Linked DNA regions of Mus musculus: region 2 is linked to region 1. The links are chromatin contacts, called in public promoter capture Hi-C maps. All regions are on one chromosome and are shown on one strand. Each heading gives the region's core, a stretch centred on a gene start, on an enhancer-like site or on the middle of the called end of the contact. The rest is flanking DNA. Distances are from core to core; before and after follow the strand shown.

Evidence for each region. Promoter capture Hi-C pulls out the DNA fragments that hold promoters and counts their contacts.
Region 2: a promoter capture Hi-C map of liver shows a contact between it and region 1, with 3 times the contacts expected there. The contact joins the enhancer-like site here to the promoter of Areg in region 1. A contact is called at or near these places in 3 of 39 promoter capture datasets (embryonic stem cells and liver), 1 of 484 Hi-C or Micro-C datasets (liver) and 2 of 9 other capture datasets (adipose tissue and liver).

The regions. Positions count from the first base shown.
Region 1 is chr5:91,136,600-91,141,363 of GRCm38.p6, forward strand. Areg (amphiregulin) reads left to right here and starts at 3,000. Exons shown (of 6, transcript NM_009704.4): 1 at 3,000-3,275; 2 at 4,299-4,526. The coding sequence starts at 3,215.
Region 2 is chr5:91,198,558-91,204,078 of GRCm38.p6, forward strand. No RefSeq gene overlaps it. Among named protein-coding and RNA genes, the nearest start is that of Gm23092, 17 kb to the right of the region's middle. Within about 2 kb of position 2,049, at least 16 of the 459 cell types and tissues checked have an H3K27ac peak or open chromatin away from gene starts, as enhancers often do. A contact at or near this core is called in liver, where this site is marked.

The sequences.
Region 1 (4,764 bases), core at 1,750-4,249:
ATACTATACTGTCATGTGGCTGGTCCATCAGGGAGAGGAATGCCTTGGCATGTGCCCACTGAAACATCCCCTTCCCCCATACCTCACCACACACCCCCATAGAACATAATCCCCTTTCTCTTTATCTTTTTATAAACACATCACCTGTTTTCAGAGGAGAAGTTTGGATCTTAAAATCCTATCTAATTTACCATGAAGTAGAATTTATGTATGTAAACTTAGACTTATTCCAAGAACTAAACTATTCTGTCCTGTGACTAGGTTATATGGCAGACATGTAAATGCTCCCTTCCCAGATTTTAAGTCAGAAGTGACAAAGGAATTCTCATGGAAACAGCCAACTTTTACTTCAAACAGAAAGCAAGTTGGTTCTGATGACAAATATCCAAACCCTGTATAGATCCTAGTAAGGGGCTGGAACACTGACTGCTCTTGCAGAGGACCCATACACAACCCCCACCACCCACATGGCAGCTCACAAAGGTCTGTATTCCCAGTTCCAGGGGAGTCAATACTCTCCTTTGGCCTCTGTAGGCACTAGGCACAAGGCACAGGCACAGATGTGGTACACAAATAGAGATGCAGACAAAACACCCATTCACAGAAAATAAAATAATGATAAATATAAGAAAAAGGATAATTAAGAAAATAGGAAGTAAAGATCTAGCTGCATTCTGAGCAAAGTCAAGTTATTGTGCCTTGTAAATAAAAGCAACATTTAGTGGCTCATTGAAAATTAAAAATTCCGTTTAAAGGAGTGTAAGAAAACAAGAATAGAATAGAACGGAACAGAGCTAGGCTAGCAACAACAACAAAAATGAAACCTGTGAGACTCGGAATGTATGTAGCCCTGTAAGCAGATTGCCTGAGCTCTGTGGGCAAGACTACATCATCCTCAATTGCAGACACCTCATCTAGAAGAAGAAAAAGAGGAGGAGGAAGAGGAGGAGGAAGGGGAGGAGGAGGAGGAAGAGGAGGAGGAGGAAGAGGAAGAGGAGGAGGAAGAGAAGGAGGTGCTGGCAGCAGAAGCAGCAGCAGCAGCAGCAGCAAGGACAGAATGGACAGGGTCTTTTTCTACCCCAGAACGGATGGGGAGCATCTTTCATCCCCATTGGTGGCCGCCCTAAATCGTACCTTCTTTCTATCCAAACTTCCTGCTCAGAAGGCCTCCCAGGGCCTTTTTCCCTTCCCGCACAGGGCTGTCTGTGATACCTACAGGCCAAATTAAACTACAGCCTCCTTTCCCAGCGTACTGTGAATCAATCCCTTTTATCTGATTTAGTAGATTTACTTAATCATATGTGGCCCACACGACTGGGCTCTCAACAAACATGGTGCTGCTCACTAAATCTCCCTCTTGGTGATTTCCCACACAAAAGTAAAGCACAGTTTACACAAAGTACTCCTTCACCAAACACTGAGTAGAAGTGAGGGCACAGTTCAGGACTTTTCTGTATCTCCTCTCCAAAAGCCCATGTTTTTGTTCTAAGAGTTTAAAACCAATAGTCCTGAAAAGGCTGATTGGGGGAGCTCAGTCAGGGAGGGTCGTGGATAAGGGCAGGAAACAGCTTAGAGAAAGTGTGTCTTGTTTTCTTTAAGCCAAGAGAAATCCATTTCTTTTTTTTTTTTTTTTTAATATTTTTTATTATTACCTATTTTCCTCAATTACATTTAGAATGCTATCCCAAAAGTCCCCCATACCCTCCCCCCCCCATTTCCCTACCCACCCATTCCCATTTTTTTGGCCCTGGCGTTCCCCTGTATTGGGGCATATAAAGTTTGCGTGTCCTGAGCTACTAGAGCATGAGAGTTCGGGGAAGTAACTGCCCTCACTTCCTTTGCAGCTAAATATGCCCCCAGTGGGGTTCGGTTCCCTCTCCTCTCCTCCCCTCTCCCCTCCCCTCCCCTCCCCTCCCCTCCCCTCCCTTCCCCTCCCCTCCCCTCTCCTTTCTCTCTCCTCTCCTTTCTCTCTCTCTCTCTCTCTCTCTCTCTCTCTCTCTCTCTCTCTCTCTCTCTCTCACACACACACACACACACACACACCAGTCTTTCTGCTAGCCCAAATAGCCCCTCACATTTGCTCTGTTGCCTGGGTGGGCCTGGAAGTTCCTCTAGCCTGGGTGCTGGAGTCGCAGATGTGTCCCCATTAGGGCTCTCTCTCAGGCTGGAAATGAGGGCCTCCCTGGATTCTTCCAATTTGAACACCTAAATCATCTTGACAACTTTCCTTTTCTATGAAACTTTCTTCTGCCCAGCAACCCTCTTCTTAAAGGTCAGTTTAGCCCTCAATCTCTTTATCAGAGCTGCAAGGGGCAGATTTCAGTGACAAACTAATTTGAATCAAATCTACATAATGTGTGTTTGAGTTAATTCATTTTTTTCTGCTTTTTACATCTGTCTTTTATTGGTTTGTAAAATAGGGGAGCACACTTATCCCCAGCAACTTATTATTGGTCTCATGATACAGCTCAGGTTAACTTCTCCCTGTAACCTCTACTTCAGTCTCCCTAAGTGCCACTGTCTGGCCACGCCCAGCTAAAACCTTAAGTGTAATTCGAGTAGAAAGACCAGCAAATACTGCAGAGAGGAAGGCCGCAGGGAGGGTGTCTGATTGATAACTAGGTTATTAGGAGTCCTTTAGCGCTTCGTTTATCCTCCTCAAAGTCTTCGGGCTAACATCACTAAGCCACAGTTGCTCTGAAAGCTCCACAAACATCCTAAAATGGGACTTTGGTACTTAATGTCCCGGCCTGCTGTCCTGTTAATGTATATGCAAAGAGTTTCTTTGGGCTGTCAGCTCCTCAGCACCACTCTAACTTAAAACACAACGCGAGTGGGAAAGTTTCTCCCCGCGTAATCAGGGCTCGATCCCCACTTCCTCCCGCGTCAGCTGGGTTTTTGGAGTAGTAACCTCCCGCCTCCACCCAGGGCTGGTCCGTGACGTCACGGGCGGTGGCTCCAGCGGGTCTATAAAAGCAGCAGGTGCTCGCCGCACCCTGGATCCCGCTTCCTTCGCTCCCTTCTGACCCGCGGCCACCGCCCGGACATCTCCAGCTGAGCCTGAGGCGCTGGCCGCTCCAGCCGTCCGGAGCCCGGCGGGCTGGGCTTCCCTGCGCCGGTGCTCGCCCGCTGCTCCGTGGTTCCGCTGCTCCCGCCGCCCGGAGCCGCTGTCGTGTTGCTGCAGAGACCGAGACGCTGCCGGCCGGTGGAACCAATGAGAACTCCGCTGCTACCGCTGGCGCGCTCAGTGCTGTTGCTGCTGGTCTTAGGCTCAGGTGAGCATCCGCCACCTCTCAGGTTGTTGCCCCTTGAATGCTGCTGCCTCTTGACATTCCCCAAACGTCAGGGAGCAGATCCCCTTAGCTCATACCCCTGAAATTGCTCATGCTAGGAGGGTGAGAGAAGCAGACGAAGTCTCTAGCATGACCCAAGGTCTCTAGCATGACCCAAGGACCAGCTGATGGAAACCTAAGAGGTCATTTTAGCCCACCCTTTTCTTTGATAACTAAGGAAACTGAGGTCCAGGCAGGTGAAGTAGTTTCTACAAAAGTAGTTAATCCAGGAGGATTTGAAGGAGGGCTCTTTGCCTTCTGTCTCCATTCTTCTGTCTAGTGATTTTATTTTTCCCTCTCCAAAGCAGACTCAAAGTGTTCAGAGGTTGAAAGCATCGCTGCCAAATGCTGTCTTGATATTAAAAAAAAAAAAAAGAATTAAAATGAAATCAAGGACTGAAGCTCAGGACTCCTCCAAGGGGTTACCCGGCTCTGAACCTTTTCTCTGTGTGATAATAATAGATAAAGACGGTAAAAACCGTTGCTCTTTGCCACTATTGGCACTACCTTTTGCATCTTATGTACAGATTCAATGGCTGTAAACAAGAGTTAAAATGTATCAGTACCGGTCAAAAGATGGCAGGAAAGCTTTGGAAAAGCGCACCCAAGTTAGACCCGAAGGGTGTAGGCCACTTAGACATTGCGGGTTACGTGATTCTGGGGGCATTGCCTTGGCAGGACTTATCCAATTGTGGAAATTAATGTAGGCGATCTGGAAAAGAAAACCCAGATAAAAGAAACTCAGTAATTTGGGCAACTGAGTTTGCTTCTTGGCAGACTGGGAAGTTGCTTCTATGAGCGACTCAGTCAAACAAAACAAAACAAACAAAAAACAAATCCCAACACCCAATAGCACACATGCAGTAACTGTTTGATATGAGGAGACACACATGTCTACACAGCAATGCTCACTTACTGAGACAGAAGTATCCGACTCATCTCTTCTTATTCTCTCCGTCCCTGCAGGCCATTATGCAGCTGCTTTGGAGCTCAATGACCCCAGCTCAGGGAAAGGCGAATCGCTTTCTGGGGACCACAGTGCCGGTGGACTTGAGCTTTCTGTGGGAAGAGAGGTTTCCACCATAAGCGAAATGCCTTCTGGCAGTGAACTCTCCACAGGGGACTACGACTACTCAGAGGAGTATGATAATGAACCACAAATATCCGGCTATATTATAGATGATTCAGTCAGAGGTGAGTGGAGGGCACAAGGAAAGCGTTGTCTGTGAGATGCGGGTTTTACCTCTGCAAAGTGGCTTCAGAAGGGAGATGGCTCAGTTTTCTAAAGGCTTTGTAGGCGTGGCTATTGCGAGTCCTCAGAGCCACGTGGAGGTTGCATCCTGAAAGTCCAAGGCATTCATCAAAACCTCATGTGCATGTTTAATGTTTGCAACTCTGGTACATAGACATAACTGTGCTCATTTTACACAAG
Region 2 (5,521 bases), core at 799-3,298, 61 kb after region 1:
ATTCTTCGAAAGCCAGCTGCATTTTTATTTCTGGTGTGAAACAATTAATGTGTTTCTTTGTGTCTGAGGTATGTAGCTGATCGTACACTGTCTGGAGCTCCTGAGCAAAGGAAAGTTAAGAAGCCAAAAGACTTGCAGATTTCTCTTGGTGAGCCAGGCTGCACCCTCCACCGTTCTGACATCTAAGGTGTTCGCAAAGCCAACATTCATAATCGGCATCACAGCCACCCACTCGATCTGTGCAGTTCAGACCTAGAGAGCCCACACTCTAGCACACTGCCATCTTTTGACCAGGAGAAGCATAGCAGGCAGAGGAACAAGAAAGCATGGGAAATCTTTTCTGTTTCTAGCAGTAACCTATTAAACTAAAGCATCATCACCGAGGCTATCCCGTTGGCTCCACTCTCTAAAGCTCTCTGAATTCAACAGAAGGAAGCAGAGCTCTATGAACATCACAAGAGTAACTCAGTCTTTCTGACCAGGCTGGAGCCCCCGTTCTTAAATCGGCCCCTGTGTCCACACGGCTAGAAGCGTTTTCATGCAGAAGAGGACATATGAGCGGCTAAAGGGAATAGACAAAGGAGGAAGATGATAAAATATAATTAAATAGACAACCCCATGTCAAACAACTTAAACGTCTATAACGCTCAGTACTTCTAGCCATTTTCGCAACCTTTAATGCTTACCTTTTGGAGTTTATGTTAATAAAAACTGAGGCTATTTTAAACGCTCCTGACTTTGTTAGTATCTAGGTTTCTTTCTTGAACAGAGGATTCTGATCTCTGGTGAATGAGAGAGCTTTTGTTTGATGTAACTCCTTAGCTTTTGAGAGTATAGCACAATTATAATACGTCTCCCTTTTCTTTCCTCACTGCAAATCTTCCTGTATAACTTCCTTGCTCTCTTTCAATTTTAGGGCCTATTTCTGCATTAATTGATGTATGCATATATGTAATATACACAAATTTAATGTTACTTGCATGCGTGTTTTGTTTGATTCCTGCAAGCAGAGCCAGATACTCTGTCACATCCCTGTGACAGAGATGATGATGATGTTACTTAGAGAGGTAAACTCCAATTCTTACTGTAACATAGCTTTAGAATACGTGACTACATGTGATTACACGGGGCCCTTTTTACTTGAATTCTTAATCAACATTACATAAGGGATAGCCTTTACTCAGAATAGAACCACTCTGATGTGGATAATTGTCAAACTATTGTAACTTTAAGGCTGAATTCACTTTTCTATTTGTATAAACAGTATTTGTCTGGTATTTTCTTTTTCTTTTCTTTTTTTTCTTTTTCTTGTCAGAGTGCCCAGTTTTGTTTTCTGTTTGCTTTGCTTTGTTTTTGCTAGATAGTTGATTGTTTCAAGTTGAATACTAAGTTCTGTGGCTGGAACTAAATAATACAATGCATTCTACGCAGACTATTCCATGCCTCTTGCTTCTTGGTTTTTATTTGCTATGATTGTGTTCTTCTTCTGTGTCTTAGACAACACCTCAACCCTTAGCAGGGCAGATAGCTCCTATTGCTTAACAAGAACAGTGAAAACCACCCTTAAGAAAGCAAACCTTTGTTAAGAGGCATCTAACTATTGCTAAAATGTTATGTCACTTAGCAACCACAAAAGAACATACTCTTTTATAGGCAAAGGAAAACATTTTCTGGATGCTACTGTTATAACTGCATTTTAGATAAAAAGACTGTCAATGAATAGTATATCATGGGCCTTGAGCTAGCTTCCTTTCTTTCTTTCTTTCTTTCTTTCTTTCTTTCTTTCTTTCTTTCTTTCTTTCGTGAGCCTTCTTTAACTATTGAATCAATTCTAGTCTACCAAGGTTAAAACTGGAAAGAGCAAAGTCCTCTTTCTTGATTGGCCAATTAAAATAAAAACTAGAAATATTTCAAAGTTTCATGTTTGTTTTACAGAGGCTTTTGAACATTACTGCAGTTCTGAGTTTTACACCTTTGTCCCTTGGGGAGGGCAGTATTTCCTTCACGTGAACTGTCAGGTGGTGGGTGACTAATCTCTCACTGTGCTTTGAGGTCTGGGAAGCGCTTTCATACTCCTTATCTTGCTTGACCCTTCTCCTGCCCTCTGGAGCTGGCATGGATTGCAGTGTTATCTTCCCTTTGCATGTGAGAGAAATGAAACTCAAGGGCCTTCTTTGGCTCGCCTAAGCCAGACAACTGCTAAACAGTCAAACCAAACAAGGAACTTCACCAGACAACAAAACCAGCAACTCAGAACGCTGAACAATAAAAAGAGGACGACTTGCAAACACCAAAGTCACTACCACTTTGGTGAAAAACAAACAAACAAACAAACAAACTTGATTTGAGTTAAATAAATAAAATTACAAGCTAAAATTGATAGTTCCATGGATTGGATTTCGTGTATAAATATATACATAAGTACATATGTAAAAATCATATACTTGGGCCAGCAAGATGGTACAGTGCATAACTCTACTTGAAGCCAAGTCTAATAACCTGAGTGCTATCACAGAGACCTTCATGATAAGAGAGAACTAGCTCCTCTCTGTCCTCCACTTCCATACAATATATGCATATGGTAAACAAATATCCAGAGACTGCCCCACCCGGGGATCCACCCCATATATAGACACCAAACCCAGGCACTATTGAAAATGACAAGAAGTGCTTGGTGACTGACAGGAGTCCAATATAGCTGTCTCCTAAGAAGCTCTGCCAGAGCCTGACAAATACAGAGGGGAATGCTCGCAACCAACCATTGCACTGAGCACGAGAACCCTAATAGAGGAGCTATGGAAAGGACCAAAGAAGCTGGAGGGGTTTTCATCCCCATAGGAGGAGCAACAATATCAACCAACCATACCCCCCAGAGCTCCCAGGGACTAAATCACCAATCAAAAACTACACATGGAGGGACCCATGGTTCCAGCTACATATGTAGCAGAGGATGGCCTTATTTGGCCTCAATGGGAGGAGAGGTCCTTGGTCCTGTGAAGGCTTGATGCCCCAGTGTAGGGGAATGCCAGGGTGGTGAGGTAGTGAGTTGAGAGTGGGTGGGTCGATGGGGGAGCACCCTCATAGAAGCAAGAGGATGAGATAGGGGATTTATGTGGGTGGGGGGACTGGGAAAGGGGATAATTTTTCCTTCTGTGCTTTCACCCTGGAATTCTGAGATTGAATTCTGGTATCCAGCTTTGCATGGTAAGTGCCTTTATCCACTGAACCACTCCACTGGCTCTCAGCTGGTTTGGGGCCAAGAGATACTAGTCTGATATTATTGTTCATTTTTCAGTATTAGGTTTTAAAAATTGTATGTTACATAAAGTAGCATATAAACTACCATATTTGATTATATTCTAAATATGACATGAACAACATTAGATTCTAAATGTATTATTAAAAGTGTGGTCTCAAATTATGATATCTTAGGAGCCTACCCTGGATCTGTTCTTATAGAGTGGAAAAGGTAATGGTGTACTTTTAACTGACTTGTGAAAAGGCCTAAGCTAATAGTGTATACAGGGTTTTGATCCTACCATGTGGTAAATATGAGGTGAATCTGACCCTAACTTACATAAGGGATTTTGTTCATAGAACTTGGTAAATATGAGACCAATATGACCAGTAATCTTTCCCTGGCATGTGCTGCATCAGTGTTTAGTCAGATTATTGTCTTGGCGACAAAGATGCTTTACATAAAATTTAATACGTAAAAAAGAAAATCTTTCCTAGAACAACATCTACTGCTTTATCTGAATTATTTATACTAGGAAACGATTGGAAAGCCCCTGTGTTCAGCGTGAGTGTGTTGAGATATAGGGTGAAATATTTAATTAATAAAAAAGACAGATGAATCAAAGGAATACTCAGCAGCAGCAGGGTCATTGATTGAGCAGTGTGATTGTGTTTTATGGCTCACAGTCCTCACTCCGACTCTTGTAAGATCGGCACGCACGACTGGTGTATGGGAACTCTTGGCTGTACAGAGCTTATTGCTTCCAGAAAAGGAGTGCTGGAATTCCAGCTAAAGAGGAGGCAGGTGGCTGGAAGCTTTGATGAGGCTAAGGAGCAACCACTATAGGTATCAGGAACTGGAAGAGGTGGGAGAAGAGAGGATTACAGACAGAGAGAGGAATCCCATGTTGAAACACTGTGGGTGGCAGAGTGTTGAATGATGCTGAAGTCACGTGATGTGGATGTGTGTGGATGACGGAGGAGAAAGGAAGAGGGTTGCAGAGAGAGCACGCTGAGTAGAAAACACTGGAGAAGTAAGAGAAACCAGCATCTGAACCACTCTCTCAGCCCATTAATGGGGGTGGAAATGGGAACATAAAAGCAGCCACTGGCTTTCTTGAGGATTCGGTTTATGAGTCAAGTCACTATTTTGAATTAACATAGACATTTACAAGGTATCATCCACACTGAAATCAAGAAGCGGAGAGAGCCATAGGTGGAAAGCTCCACTTTGTGACGGTAGCAGTATATAGTCTAGAGAGTTCCTGGAAGCAGACCTTAAGAAAGAACTTATTAAGGTGAAGTTCTGGGTTTCTCTTGCCTTTCTTTAAGATTAGAATAACAGAAAAGAGAAATAAGTAGGGACATGTTCATTTATTCATTCATTCAATTTTTGAGCTCTGGATATCCTGGAATTTACTGTGTATTCCACAATAACCTCCAACTCATGGAGATTTGCCTGCTTCTGCCTCTGCTGAGGTTGTGCTCCACCGTGTCTGGCTAATAGAGAGATTTAAAGCCAGCTTATGCACTTGCTAGGTTAGAAATAGCCACATGTGGCAGTCAGTCAGGAAGTGAATGAATTCTTATGGTAAAAATACCAATGAAGACTCATGTAAGATCTGTCATTTACACAGAGTTTACAATCTAAAGGATAGACTAAATATATGCAGCAAGAGAGACAGAGAGACAGACAGATACAGATAAAGATAGACAGAGACAGATTGAGACAGAGAGTCACACAGAGACAGAAAGAAAGGAGGGAGAGGGGGGAGGGGGAGGGGAGGGGAGGGGGAAGGAGAGGGAGAGGGGGAGGGGGAGGGAGAGGGGGAGGGGGAGGGAGAGGGGGAGGGGGAGGGGGAGGGGGAGGGAGAGGGAGAGGGAGAGGGAGAGGGAGAGGGAGAGGGAGAGGGAGAGGGAGAGGGAGAGGGAGAGGGAGAGGGAGAGGGAGAGGGAGAGGGAGAGGGAGAGGAAGGAAGGAAGGAATCCAGAACAAAATGCTGAAGAATCCCAGTGACTAGAGATGTGGAGATCCTCAGAAACGTGGTTAAGCAAGGGAATAGGCCAGAGAGGTAAGAGGAAATCAGAAGTTCTAGAAATAAACAGAAGAAATTATTTCAAATCAAGGTTTCAAAAAAAGGCTAGTAAGAACAACTCTGGGAAGGCTATATTGATTTTGCGAGCTCAGGCTTAGCAGTTTTAGAGCAGACCTGGGAGCCTGGGCCTGAGCAAAGCCTGGGCCTTGTGCTTTCAGACCCCCAGCCAAAGGCTAGAGTTATCATTA